3 separate regions of the Pan troglodytes genome follow, and regions 1 and 2 are each linked to region 3. The links are chromatin contacts, called in public HiChIP or PLAC-seq maps. All regions are on one chromosome and are shown on one strand. The core of a region is the stretch at or near the end of the contact, and the rest is flanking DNA. Distances in the headings are between cores, read along the strand shown.

The links. HiChIP or PLAC-seq counts read pairs in DNA pulled down with a chosen protein or histone mark.
Region 1: an H3K4me3 HiChIP or PLAC-seq map of stem cell-derived excitatory neurons shows a contact between it and region 3, with 7 times the contacts expected there. The contact joins the promoter of IGDCC3 here to the promoter of CLPX in region 3. A contact is called at or near these places in 3 of 7 Hi-C or Micro-C datasets (induced pluripotent stem cells and stem cell-derived neural progenitor cells) and 1 of 1 datasets of contacts at active chromatin or transcription factors (stem cell-derived excitatory neurons).
Region 2: a contact with region 3 is called in an H3K4me3 HiChIP or PLAC-seq map of stem cell-derived excitatory neurons, with 3 times the contacts expected there. The contact joins the promoter of SLC51B here to the promoter of CLPX in region 3. A contact is called at or near these places in 1 of 7 Hi-C or Micro-C datasets (stem cell-derived neural progenitor cells) and 1 of 1 datasets of contacts at active chromatin or transcription factors (stem cell-derived excitatory neurons).

The regions. Positions count from the first base shown.
Region 1 is chr16:57,368,792-57,373,151 of NHGRI_mPanTro3-v2.0_pri, forward strand. It overlaps IGDCC3 (immunoglobulin superfamily DCC subclass member 3), which reads right to left and starts at 2,182. Exons shown (of 14, transcript XM_063794180.1): 1 at 1,807-2,182. The coding sequence starts at 1,909.
Region 2 is chr16:57,030,292-57,034,943 of NHGRI_mPanTro3-v2.0_pri, forward strand. SLC51B (SLC51 subunit beta) reads left to right here and starts at 1,274. Exons shown (of 4, transcript XM_001174342.6): 1 at 1,274-2,377.
Region 3 is chr16:57,173,526-57,177,807 of NHGRI_mPanTro3-v2.0_pri, forward strand. CLPX (caseinolytic mitochondrial matrix peptidase chaperone subunit X) reads right to left here and starts at 2,840. Exons shown (of 14, transcript XM_001174382.8): 1 at 2,236-2,840. The coding sequence starts at 2,314.

The sequences.
Region 1 (4,360 bases), core at 932-3,431, 190 kb after region 3:
GACATGATTAACAGACTCAAAGGCACTATGAAAAATTTAAAGTTCTAAAGAAATACAGAGGGAGATAGTAATAAATCATGCTTCTTTTTGCTGGCCAAAACCCATCAGATGCCTGGTCCAATGCCTGGCAGGGAGCAGGGTGTGTGGTCCCAGTACCCGGGGTACAGACTAGGTTGTGGCCCCATTGCCCCTCTCCTCTGGCACTCTGGGTGTTGGTCCTTTTGCCTTTGTCATAGGGAGAGATGAAGAGTAGCAAACGCCAACTATGGTTTCCCAAAACCAAGGAAGAGGGTGCTCCTAGAACCTTTACTTCCAGCCAACCTCTCTGCTCCTGCAGAAGAGAAATGAGCAGGAAAAGAAGGAGGCCAAAGAATAGATGGGGTTAAGGCCGATCAGAGAATCAGAAGCCCGGCTGGAGGGACAAGCACTCCAATCCCAGGCATGATGCCAAGTCACCAACTTCTCCAGCAAACAACTTACCAGACCAGTTACAACTCCACTCGAGGAGGAATGAACCCACCTGGTCTGAAATGGCAGTCACAGACCCCTCCTCACATTTCCAGATAACTAGCGATCCTGGAGCTGGCCCCTCCCCAGCAGACTAGGGCCCTCCCTGGCTGAGGGAGATGGGGAAGTGGGTGGGGAGAAAGGAGGGGCGTTGGGGTTATAGGCATTCCCCGCCCAGCGCCCCCCGCGCCCCCCTCCCCCCGTCCCCGGCCCAGGAAGATGTAATGTTTTAAGACTTTTTAGGATCGAACTTATTCAAACCCCTGCGCATCCTCCCCATGTCGTGAGTTCACCCGTCTTAGCCCCGAATCCAACCCCGGTATAGCTATCGGGAATAAAGTTTTTCATTGATGCGGACGCGAGCTTCTACTTCTTGGGAGAGGAGTGGAGAGAGAATAGCCCAGATGAGTGTCTGTGGGGAACTTGAGGTGGGAGGGTTAAGGGACTAGATTTGCACTCTCCTCCCGGGAGATGGGACCATTGCAGCCACTAAAGGGAACAGAGTGGTGGTGACCGAGCTCCAGGCAGCAGAGCCGAGCTCCAGGCAGCAGAACCGGCGGACCGCGAGAGCCAGGGCAAGGTCTCCGCGTGTGCACACTTCGGGGAAGGGCAGGGGCACGTGAGCATCCCCGCGGCTCGCTCGCTCTCGCTCTCGGTGGCTTCTCCTCTCCTTCTTGGCTCACGGGCTCTGTCCCGGGTCGCTCCCTAGCCACGCGCCGCCCTCCAGGAATCTCCCTCGTCTTCTCCTGTCTCTCCCGCGCACTCCTCAGCCCAGTACCAGCTCCAAATGCAGGTCGTGCCATCTCCGCCCAGTGCAGCCGTCAGAGTCCCGGTCTCCGCTCCCCAGGCTGCTGTCCCCTGTCTTGGCTGCCTCGGGCTATGTCCACGGCCGGGCACCGAGCACCCCAGCTCGTCCGCCTCGGTCAGCGCTTAGCCGTGCGGTCTCCCCTGGCTCGTTTCCCTCGGTCTCCACGCCAGCCCGCCCCGCTTGCTCCCGCTTCGCTGCACTCCTTGCTCCTCAGTCTGGGCTCCGGGTCCTGCCCCAGTCTTCCTCCGGGGGGTTCCGTCCTCAACACGCCCCTAGGGCCCCCAGCAGTCCGGCCTTGGTACCCTCTCCCCGTCCGGATCCGCAGGGTCCCTCCCGCGCGGGGTCCGCCCTCAGGTCCGCGCCGCTCTCCCCGGGTCCGCCCTCAGGTCCGCGCCGCTCTCCCCGGGTCCGCCCCTCGCGCCCGCTCCCTCCCTGCTCGCCCTTCCCCTGGCTCCGTCCGCAACCGCCCGGTCCGGGGCGCTTTCACTCACCCTCGCTCGGCGCGGGCAGCAGCAGCAACAGCAGCGGCAGCAGGAGCCGGGGCCAGAGCGGGGCGGGCGGGCGGCGCGGAGACGCGGCGCGCTGCACAGCCATGGGGCTCTCGGTCAGCTCGGCTCGGCGACGCGCGGCTCCCGGGCCTCTCGCGGCTCACAGCGTCCCGCGGGGCCGGCGCCGGGGCCGGGGCTGGGGCTCCGGCCGGGGCCGAGCCCAGGCGGTGGGGGACTGGGGCCGCATGCCTGCTCAGCAGCGCGGGGGGCGCAGGGGGAGCGCCGCTTGCGCCATCTTGCACCCACCCGGGCGATCTGTCAGCCTCGCCCGGGGTGCGCGCTCCACACTCGCACCGCTCGCGGCCGCCCCGCCCTCCTCCCCAGCCCGCCGCCCCCCTCCTCTCTGCTCCCGGTCCCCTCCCCCAGCCCCCTCTCCCCGGAGGCCCGGTCTGGGGAACAAAAGAGCCGGCGAGCGCTTTAAGCGGCCGGACATTCCCGGCTGCGCGGCGGACGCGCCCCCTGCGCTTTGAACTGTGGCTGGAGCGGCCGGCGCCGTCCCGGGCTGCAGCCGGGTATCCCCTCCCCGCGGGCCAGCCCGGGACCTGGGGGGCTGAGGAAGTGGACACCAGCGGACTGGGGAGTGGGTCCGGGCTGCGGAAAGACACTCACAGCTGCGGGATTTGCTCTGACCCATTCTGCTGCGCCCTCCTCCAAGTCCATATTTTAGAGATAATTCTCTAAAAAGCTGCGTAAAGTTGTCAAAGATTCAGTTTTCCATGGATTTCTGGTCCTTCCACTCAAAGGATAGATCCTGTAGCTGCAAGATTGGCTTCTCTGGACCGAGGAGTCCTGGCGCTCCGCTGGGGAGGATTGCCTGGAGAGAGCAGACCTAGCAGCAGGACAATGAGAGCTCTAAAGGGGCCTGGCTTCCGACCTGGGTTCTGCCTGCTGCCTAGCCCAGTCACTCTCACTGAGCTCATCTGAAAGATGAAAATAATCTTGTCTCTCCTGTTCATCCCTAGAGACCTTTAAACCGCAGAGGTCCTGACAAATGACCTGGTAACTGGAAAAGCACATAGAAAGTTAAAATTCCCAGTAACGTTTCTGTGCCACAAAGAAGGCCCTCAATCGTTCATGTCAGAGAACATATAAGGAGACAACAGAGGTCCCACGTGAGAATGTTACAGAAGATAAGCATGTCTTTTAGCAGAGACATACCCATACTAGCCCTCAGAGATCTTGAATCTCAGCCACTCTCTATTAAATGGTCTTCTGTTGAGTCCAGCATGATGGACTAGTCCATCAAAATTATTGAGCAGCTACTAAGTTCTAGGAGCTAGAGAATTAAAGCTGGCAGGCTAGGCTTAGTGGCTCACACCTGTAATCCCAGCACTTTGGGAGGCCGAGGTGGGCAGATCACTTGAGCCCAGGAGTTCAAAACCAGCCTGGGCAACATGGTGAAAACCTGTCTCTACAAAAAATACAAACATTAGCCAAGCATGGCGGTGCATGCCTGTAGTCCCACTGTATTCCAGCCTGGGCAACACAGACCGTGTCTCAATAAATAAATAAATAATAAAAGTTGGCCTAATGTAGCTATTTGCTCCTTTGGCACTGGACTGGGATGGCAGAGGAAAAACTAAGTCTTTCTTTTGATACCAACTCTGGAACTTTGGGACCATGTACGAAACTAACTTTGGGCCAGGCACGGTGGCTCACGCCTGTAATCCCAGCACTTTGGGAAGCTGAGGCGGGTGGATTACCTGATGTCAGGAGTTCGAGACCAGCCTGACCAATGTGATGAAACACCGTCTCTACTAAAAATACAAAAAAATTAGCCGGGCGTGGTGGCAGGCGCCTGTAATCCCAGCTACTCGGGAGGCTGAGGCAGGAAAATAGCTTGAACCCGGGAGGCAAAGGTTGCAGTGAGCTGAGATTGCACCATTGCACTCCAGCCTGGGCGACAGAGCAAGACTCCGTCTCGAAACAAACAAACAAAAAACTAACTTTGATACAGATAAGTAAGGAAGTACAGGCCTCCAGAAATCAGAGTGCCTGTAGATGGACAGATTTACTAATGATGAGGTTGGCATAGCTCAGGACTGTTCACTCTAGGGTAGCTACTGGAAGATGAGCCTGAGAAGCAGGACATGAGGCATGTGAGCAGCGGGAAGCAATGGAAAAATTCTAGGTCGAGGACCCCAATGTGCCAAAGCCCTGTTGGATTTAATTGTGAGAAAGGGTGGGAGTGGTGGTCTACTGGCCTTAGGAAAGGGAGGGGAAGGGCCCTCCCTGGGCCTAAAATCCTGGAACTCCCTCCTGCAGGGCTTGAATTCTCAACAACCCCTTCTTGGCTTGTCCTGGACTCTGAAGAGGTCAAATTGGTCTCTTGAATTGCTGTCATTTTAAATTCATTTTGACAAGTGTTTAATTCTTCTTTATCACAACCCTTGGTCTGAGAGTGATATGCAAATAATGGCTATTCTGCCGAGTGCAAAATGTGCAGTATCTCTCTGTCTGATCTGTCAATTAACTCTGGGTCTGGCCCACCACTTTG
Region 2 (4,652 bases), core at 24-2,523, 140 kb before region 3:
CTCTCTCGAAATCTATCAACTACCTTTCTCTCCAAAATGCACCCTGAATCTGACCACTTCTCATCATCTCCACTGCCACCAGCCTGGTCCAAACTACTAATATGTTTCGCCTGGATGAATATAACAACCTCCCAATGGTCTCCCTGTTCCTCTCTTGCTCTCCTACAATCCATTTTCCACCCAGCAGGCCAAGTGATCTCAGACAAATGTCAATTAGATTACATCACTTTCCTGCCTAAACCCTCCAGTGGCTTCTCATCACTTTTAGGGTAAAATACAAACTCCTTACCCTGTTTTACAAGGCCCACCATGAGGAGTGGATACTCCTGTCTATCCTCCAACTTTATTCCATGCCACTTCCCCCTCATCACTATGATTCAGCTATATTGGCCACCTTTTTGTCCCAGACACATTAAGCTCATTATTTCTTCAGTGTCTTTGTACCTGCTTGCTTTCTTTTTTTTCTTTTTTTTTTTTTTTTTTTGAGATGAAGTCTTGCTCTGTTGCCCAGGCTGGAGTGCAGTGGTGCGATCTCAGCTCACTGCAACCTCTGCCTCCCGGGTTCAAGCAGTTCTCCTGTCTCAGCCTCCTGAGTAGCTGGGACTACAGGCACCTGCCACCACACCTGGCTAATTTTTTTATTTTTAGTAGAGACGGAGTTTCACCTTGTTGGTCAGGCTGGTCTCGAACTCCTGACCTCAGGTGATACACCTGCCTTGGCCTCCCAAAGTGCTGGGATTACAGGCATGAGCCACCACGCCCGGCCTTTGTACCTGCTTTTTCAGGTCTTTGCATGGTTAACCCCTCATCATTCAGTTTTTAGTGTAGTAATATAGTAATCATGGCTCCCCCACCTCATCCCTTTCTATCTTATGTTGTTTAAGATATTCACAGAAATGATCACTGCTCTAATTATCTTTTAATTATGCTTTTGCTTACTTTTTTGTTGGCTATCTCCCCTGGAGTTTGAGCTCCAAGGGAGCAGGGCCCTCACCTGTCTTATTTACCATGTATCTACACAGTAGATGCTCAAGTAACATTTATTCAATGAATAAATGAATGCATTACAAAATGAGGAGAAGCTGGAGTTCCAGGCAGCCCCTAGGTTCCCTGTTGGGTCTTCTTTCCTCTGCTCCATGCACACACAGTACACACTATTGACTGATGTTTAACTCATAGAGGAGTTTGGGCTTGACATGTGACCTCACTCAGCCTCTGTTTCATTTGTGAAGTAAGAAATAAGAGTGGGCGGCTGGGTGTGGTGGCTCATGCCTGTAATCCCAGCACTTTGGGAGTCTGAGGCGGGCAGATCACGAGGTCAGGAGATCAAGACTATCCTGGCTAACACGGTGAAACACCATCTCTACTAAAAATACAAAAAATTAGCCGGGCATGATGGCACATACTTGTAGTCCCAGCTACTCAGGAGGCTGAGGCAGGAGAATTGCTTGAACCGGGGAGGCGGAGGTGGCAGTGAGCCAAGATTGTGCCACTGCTCTCCAGCCTGGGTGACACAGCGAGACTCCATCTCAAAAAAAAAAAAAAAAAAAAAAAGATTGGGCTTATTTCACATAAGCCCACTCCTTACTAAACCAACAATGATTGCCTAAGATGCACGGAGCCAGTTGGTGGAAAAGTCCATAGACTATCAGAGTCGAATGGTGCTGGTCAGGTGGGAGGAGCACCTCATTCCTGCTTCCCCATCAAGTTGCTTGCCTTGGCCTGCTTCCTACTGTCTGGGTCACTGGTGCTCACACAGCCTTTCCCAACCCCCACCTCCAAAGGTCATATTTTACAGCTCCTTGTGAGGAATTCACATCATGCCATGACCTTCACTATGAGAAAGCACAGGCTGTAAAAGGCCAGCCTGGCTCCCTGCTCCGTGGTTAAATATTGATGATATTGGGCAATAGAGACCTGGAGTGGGCACACTACATATCCCCCTGCAGTGATGGAACCCACAGACCGCAGGTCCTCTGCAGTCCATTCTCCTGCCTGTCCAGAGGATCCGGATGTTTTCTCTTTACTTGAGGCCAACACATAACAAAGAAAGCACTGGGCTACTGGTGCTTTCGGATTGTGAAAGTCAGGTGGAGCCTGTTTGCACTCTGAGTGCACTCATTCAAGAGGTCAGTCACCCCGGAGTGATACAGAAGGCTCCAGGCCTGGGCGTGTGCTAAGGCCAGAGCTACCAGATGGGTCCAGCTGCCGCAGGCTCTCCAGGCACTGTCCCCTAAGTGACAGCTGTTACTGCCTGGGAGAGCTCAAGTGCAAAGACTATCCTGTTCTCCCATAAAGAGGAGGAAAAGGAAGATACAGAAATCGGTGCTGCTCCCAACAGCAGATCAAGGCAGTCGTCAGGAACTCAGGATCCGGGGTGAGTGTCCTCATCTTGCCTTGGGGATGGGTGGCCCAGGTCTTTGGCAGAAGTCACAGTCCAATGGCAGATGGTTAAGCCCTGTTTAAAATGCAGAGATCTCCCAGAGGGGCTTAAGGAGACAAGACAACTAAATGCAGTATGACATCCTAAATGGGATCCTGGAACAAGAAAAGAACATTAAAGGCAAAACTAATAAAATGCAAATAAGGCATAAAGTTTAATTTAATCATGCAAATGACAATATGATGCTCACTTTAGAAGCAAACTGGATACGTGCTTTGATAGAAATATGTCTTTGGCCGGGCGCAGTGGCTCACGCCTGTAATTCCAGCACTTTTGGAGGCCGAGGCAGGCCGATCACCTGAGGTCAGGAGTTCGAGACCACCCCGGCTAACGTGGTGAAACCCCATCTCTACTAAAAATACAAAATTGGCCGGGTGCGGTGGCTCATGCCTGTAATCCCAGCACTTTGGGAGGCCGAGGCAGATGGATCACCTCAGGTCAGGAGTTCGAGACCAGCCTGGCCAATGTGGTGAAACCCTGTCTCTACTAATAATACAAAAATTAGCTGGGTGTGGTGGCGGGCACCTATAATCCCAGCTACTCAGGAAGCTGAGGCAGGAGAACCACTTGAACTCGGGAGGCGGAGGTTGCAGTGAGCTGAGATGGTGCCACTACACTCCAGCCTGGGCAACAAGAGTGAAACTCTGTCTCTAAATAAATAAATACAAAATTAGCTGGGCATGGTGGTGGATGCCTATAATCACAGCTACTTGGGAGGCTGAGGCAGGAGAATCACTTGAACCTGGGAGGTGGAGGTTGCAGTGAGCTGAGATCATGCCATTGCACTCCAGCCTGGGCAAAAAGAGTGAAACTCTGTCTCAAAAAAAAGAAAGAAATATGTCGCTTGTTTCTGTGGCATCTAACATAGCTGAGGAGGGCTGACTCTCGGTTCTGGATTTGTATCCAATTTGTCATTTTGGTTTTTTGTTGGTTGGTATGTGTTTATTGTAACAATATTAAACATATTTTAAACATATTTTGGCCAGGTGTGGTGGCTCATGCCTGTAATCCCAGCATTTTGGGAGGACAAGGTGGGCAGGTTGCTTGAACTCAGAAGTTCAAGGCTGGCCTGGGCAAGATGATGAAACCCCATCGCTACAAAAAATACAAAAATTAGCCGGGCGTGGTGGCACATGCCTGTTGTACCAGCTGCTCAGGAGGCTGCGGTGAGAGGATCGCCTGTGCCCGGGAGATGGAGGTTGCAGTGAGCCAAGATGGTGCCATTGCACTCCAGCCTGGGCGACAGAGCCAGACTCTGTCTCAAAAAACAAAAAACAAAAAAACACCACTCCACTGTGGACAATAGCTTACCTGCGTCTTTGTACACTGATCTGATTAGTTCCATTAATTAAATATCAAAAATTGGAATTGTTGTCTCAAAAGGTATAAGTACAATAATACCCACATTTAAAAATGCATACAAAGGCTGGGTGCAGTGGCTCACACCTGTAATCCCAGCACTTTGGGAGGCTGAGGTGGGCGGATCACCAACCTGGCAAACATGGTGAAATCCCATCTCTACTAAAAATACAAAAATTAGCCGGGTGTGGTGGCCCATCTCTACTAAAAATACAAAAATTAGCCGGGTGTGGTGGCACATGCCTGTAGTCCCAGCTACTCAGGAGGCTGAGGCAAGAGAATTTCTTGAACCTGGGAGGCCGTGGTTGCAGTGAGCCGAGATCACACCATTGCACTCCAGCCTGGGCCGCAAAAACAAAACTCCACCTCAAAAAAAAAAAAAAAACAAAAAACAAAAAACATACAAATAGAGAAAATATACATAGAAATATATACACACATTAAAAATTGAATTACATGTATTGTTCTCATGAAAGCATTGTATACGCATAAGAAACCACACAATACAGAAGTGGTCAACATGAATATCCCATGTGTCTAAATCTCATCCCACACCCTAGAAGAAGACTGTGTTTGGTTTCTCAACTTCAACACTTTTCTTTGTGAGTTCAGGGGTTTGCATATGGCACAGGGGCCTGTGGCTGATGTTACTAATCAATCCAGGCACTCTTATATCTGAGACTGGATGGAATGTCACAATCCTTCTTGGACAGTGCTCTGGACAGTCAGTTGGAGCTAGAACACAAGATCACATCTGTTGGCCATTCTTGTAACTTTGTCTTTCCATGATTTTAGATGGGTAGGTAGGCAGATAGATAGATAGACAGATAGATCGATAGATGATAGATAG
Region 3 (4,282 bases), core at 1,590-4,089:
ATCATACAGACAAAGCTTTCTAAATTTCAGAACAACTGTTTTTAAAAAGAAATACTAGTCAGGGTGCGGTGGTCACGCCTGTAATCCCAGCACTTTGGGAAGCCAAGGCGGGTGATCTCCTGGGGTCCAGGAGTTGGAGTCCAGCCTGACGAACATGGCAAAATCCCGTCTCTACTAAAAATATAAAAATTAGTGGGGCGTGGTGGCGCGCGCCTGTAATCCCAGCTTACTCAGGAGGCTGAGGCAGAAGAATTGCTTGAACCCAGGAGACGGAGGTTGCAGTGAGCCGAGATCGCGCTACTGCACTCCAGCCTGGGCAACTTAGCAGATTCCATCAAGAAAGACACACAAAAAGAGGCCAGGCGCGGTGGCTCACGCCTGTAATCCCAGCACTTTGGGAGGCCGAGGCGGACGGATCACAAGATCAGGAGATCGAGACCATCCTGGCTAACATGGTGAAACCCCGTCTCTACTAAAAATACAAAAATTAGCCAGGCGTGGTGGCGGGCGCCTGCAGTCCCAGCTACTCGGGAGGCTGAGGCAGGAGAATGGCGTGAACCCAGGAGGCGGAGTTTGCAGTAAACTGAGATCTGGCCACTGCACTCCAGCCTGAGCGACAGAGCGAGACTCTGTCTCAAAAAAAAAAGAAAGAAAGAAAGAAAATAAGACAGAAAGACAGACAGTAGATGGAAAGAAAGACAGAAAGGAAAGAAAGACAGGAAGGAAGGAAAGGAAGGAAGGAAGGAGAAAAGAAAAGAAAAAGAAAGAAAACAGTCGTTTTGAAAAGAAAAAAAAATAACTGCCTATCTCCTATGATTCAAAAATGTTCACGGACTCTTGGCTACAAGAGATCAGTAACACTTTCAAAGAAGCCGTCCCTGACCAAAGGGAACACACACATACTTCATCCACCCACTGGAAACTATTATTCTTTGTCTACTCCACTAGATTTAAACATAAGGGTGAGGACTTATTCACCATTCTACCTCCAGCACTAAAAGAAGGCCTGACACACAGTGGACCCTTGACAAATATTAATATATATCAGATAAATGGATTAAAATATGTCACTTTAAAGTGTTTGCAAATCGAATTCCTGGAATCGGGACATCTACTGGTTGAGGCTTAACATCGATTTAGGATTAAATTTACTCCCTTACATTTATATATCATTTTACAAAATGCTTCTGCCCACATTACCTCATTCAATCCTTCCTTCTGTAGTAAAGAAACTGGAAGATATATTTAGTAAACAATAAGGATTTTATAATTGGCTTAGAAGTTAGATAAAAGGGGCCTTTTAAAAAATCCATCCAAGGGTCATAAACCGATAAGCCAAAATAAAACGAATTTGTCTAGAAGTCAGTCATTATAACAGGATCTAGCCTCGTGGTCTGACATCCACAGATTTGAGGAAGAGAAAAAAAGTTTATTTTCCAGACTCTCTTGGCTGGGGCGCCATTCTTTCACAGCTTCAGATAAACAGAAAGAAAAGGTAAACAACATGCCCCACTCTTAGGAAACTACCTCCCGGTCAAGTTGGGAAAGCCAGCAAAGGACTGCTGAAACACCCAAGTACTTCCGAACCAACTCCTGCGGGACTTCTCCCCATCTCTCCCGCCGCTGTCCTGCGGGCCCCGGGGCTTGCCTGACGCCGGGAAGTATTGTGAACCTTGTTTATGTCCCAGTGTCAGGGCCGCACAGTGACAGTAACATCTCGGGTATCGCGCGGCTTGCGTCCGGGACGGCCATCTGGGTGCCCCGAGTCCTGGGGGACCCTAGTAGGGACAGATCCTCAGCCGAGCCCCTCCTGGAGCCCCCAACGGGCCCGAGGGGGATCCCGGCCAGGCTGCGGAAGAAGAGCCGCAGCCATGGCAGGCGGCGGTCCCCGGCAGGGCTGAGTGGGATCTGGAGACATTTTTTAATAACAGGAGCATTTTGTGCCTTTCAGGGTTTCTACAAAGTGGCCGCATTCCGGCCCCAAAGTCAGCAGGCCTGAAAGCGTGCAGGCAGGCGCGCGGGAAGGAGTTTACTTCCAATTTGAGCAACGGCTGCTCCAGAGGTTGGCAGAGCCCCATTCCACGGGGAAAGTGGTGGGTGCCGGGCGAAGCGCCGCGCATTCCCTCACACTCCCCGGGTGCAGCAGGCCTCGTGCCCTCCCCGGGGCCCCCAACCATTGGCCAGTCCACCCCCCCGCGACAGGCTGAGGGCTCAGGAGTGGCACTATTTCGTTACCTCTCTGCGCGGAGGCGAGTGAGGAGGTGATGAGCCGGGCGGCCGCCGCGCCGCAAGTACAAGCACCGCAGCTGGGCATCTCCGCGAGGCCTAGGCCGGGGCTTCGCCCCTTGAGGACCTCCGGGTCACAGCGGCGTGAATCCTGCCCGCAAGGCGCGCTGACTCGGTTCCGAACCCTTTCGCGGGCCCTAGACCCCGTGGAGAGTTCACCTGCCCGGCAGCCAGGCCTTCACGCTTCTCTGCCCCACAGCCGTCTATTCACCACAGTAGACACCCAACCCCCCCTCCCTTCCCCTTCTCCCCCCACCCCCAGCCTACGGGGCCCGGGGAGCTTGCGCGCGCCTGCGCCCTAGGCCCGGGGAGGGGGCGGAGGGCGTAGGCACGCGCCGTGTTTACGAGCTGGTGAAGCTACGTGAGGCGAAGGCGAGGGGGTGGTGCCCTGGGCGCCAATGAGTTCCCTACGGCAAGCGTCTAGCCCCAACTGGGGCGACTACAGGTCCCGACGCTCAAGGTTGCCAAAAGCCCTTTTATCCTAAAGTTGAAAGGTTTTGCGATAGACGCGGAGAGATGCATGCCGGGACTTGTAGTCCCGAGTCGTCATAGTCGAGCTCTTCTTCTGGTCACTTTTAGTGGGCGGCAGGGAAGGTCAAGGTGAGGCTGGTGGCTTAACCCTCCAGGGGGGAAGTCTCTAAAGTGCCTTGGTAGGCACTAGATGCTTCAGATTCACTAAATTTCTTCCCCCGAGATTCCACATCCTGTGTTCCTTATCTTCTCATTCTCCTTAGTTTCATCACTTGTAACATGGAGTTGGTATTGTCAGTTAGTTCCCTGAGCAGCAACTGTTAGTTGGTAACAGCTCCGTCTCCTTGTTCTTTCAGGCCTCGTGGTGATAAAGCTTCTAGCTGTTGCTAGTCCGTGGGTGCTTTAAAGTCTTGAGGGTTTTCTTTTCTTCCTTTCTTTCTTTTTTTTAATTTAGTAAAGATGAGGTCTCCCTGTGTTGCCCAGGCTGGTCTCAAACTCCTGGGCTCAAGTGATCCTCTCGCCTCGCCCTCCCAAAGTGCTGGGATTACAGGCGTGAGCCACCACGCCCGGCTGGTTTTCTTAAACCTGATCACACCCTAGTAAATACTCCCTTCATTAAACCCTTTTCTGTTAGGCTTTGTTTGAGCCCTCTTGCAGGGCTTGCTTCTGCACAGCTAAACAGATGGACCAGCTGCACAAGATGGAGAATGGTGACAAGTGAGTCACGCCCTTGTCTCATCTGGGTTAGTGCCAGACTGAGTACGTTGTGTATGAGATTCTGATTAACTCTGAACCCCAGAGAAATTGCCAAGTGAGCTTAGGTACCTTTATTTCTGAGCTTTGGGGGTGCGGATGGGGAGGCAGCAAAGGGAGAGGCAAGACCAGGTCACACAAGTCAGTGAGCCCTCCTCAATCTCCATCCAGTCCAGAGAAATGTGGCTTCTAGCTCCCTGTGTCTAGCTGTGAGAAGGGCCATTGGCCTTGGCCCGGGGCACAATTTTTCTCTCTCTTTGGAGAGGTGACTCCTGGTACTCCCTCAGCATAAAGTGGCAGAGACCAGAAGAGAGCCCACGTCTTCCCTCACCAAGACCTTGGCCTTCCTCCCCTGAGTCCATTAATAGAATTTTGAGAGAGGAGAGTCTCCAATGTTCCCTCAATCCAGTGTTTCAAACTATGTTCACAGAATTTCTCAAAAGCTATAGCTTTGTAGTAGAGGTGAAGGAACCCAGTAGATGGACCTTCCCTGCCAACCCGCCATGCCACCCCAAAATCAACCAGAGCAGCTCTGCCTTCAACTATTTCATTACTGGGGTTTTGTTTGAAAATAGTTCTGCATTAAGACAATGTATGAAATTCATTGAGTCAAGGACAAACCTTTCCTTTTATAAATGAACTGAGGTCCTCTAACACCCAATTTAAATTCTTTTCATCCCACTCCCACCTTATTTTTCAATTGTGTCACATTTTCTTCTCATTATAAAAATAAAGAAGAGATTGTTCGCCAAAACCTATAGATTGCTGTAAG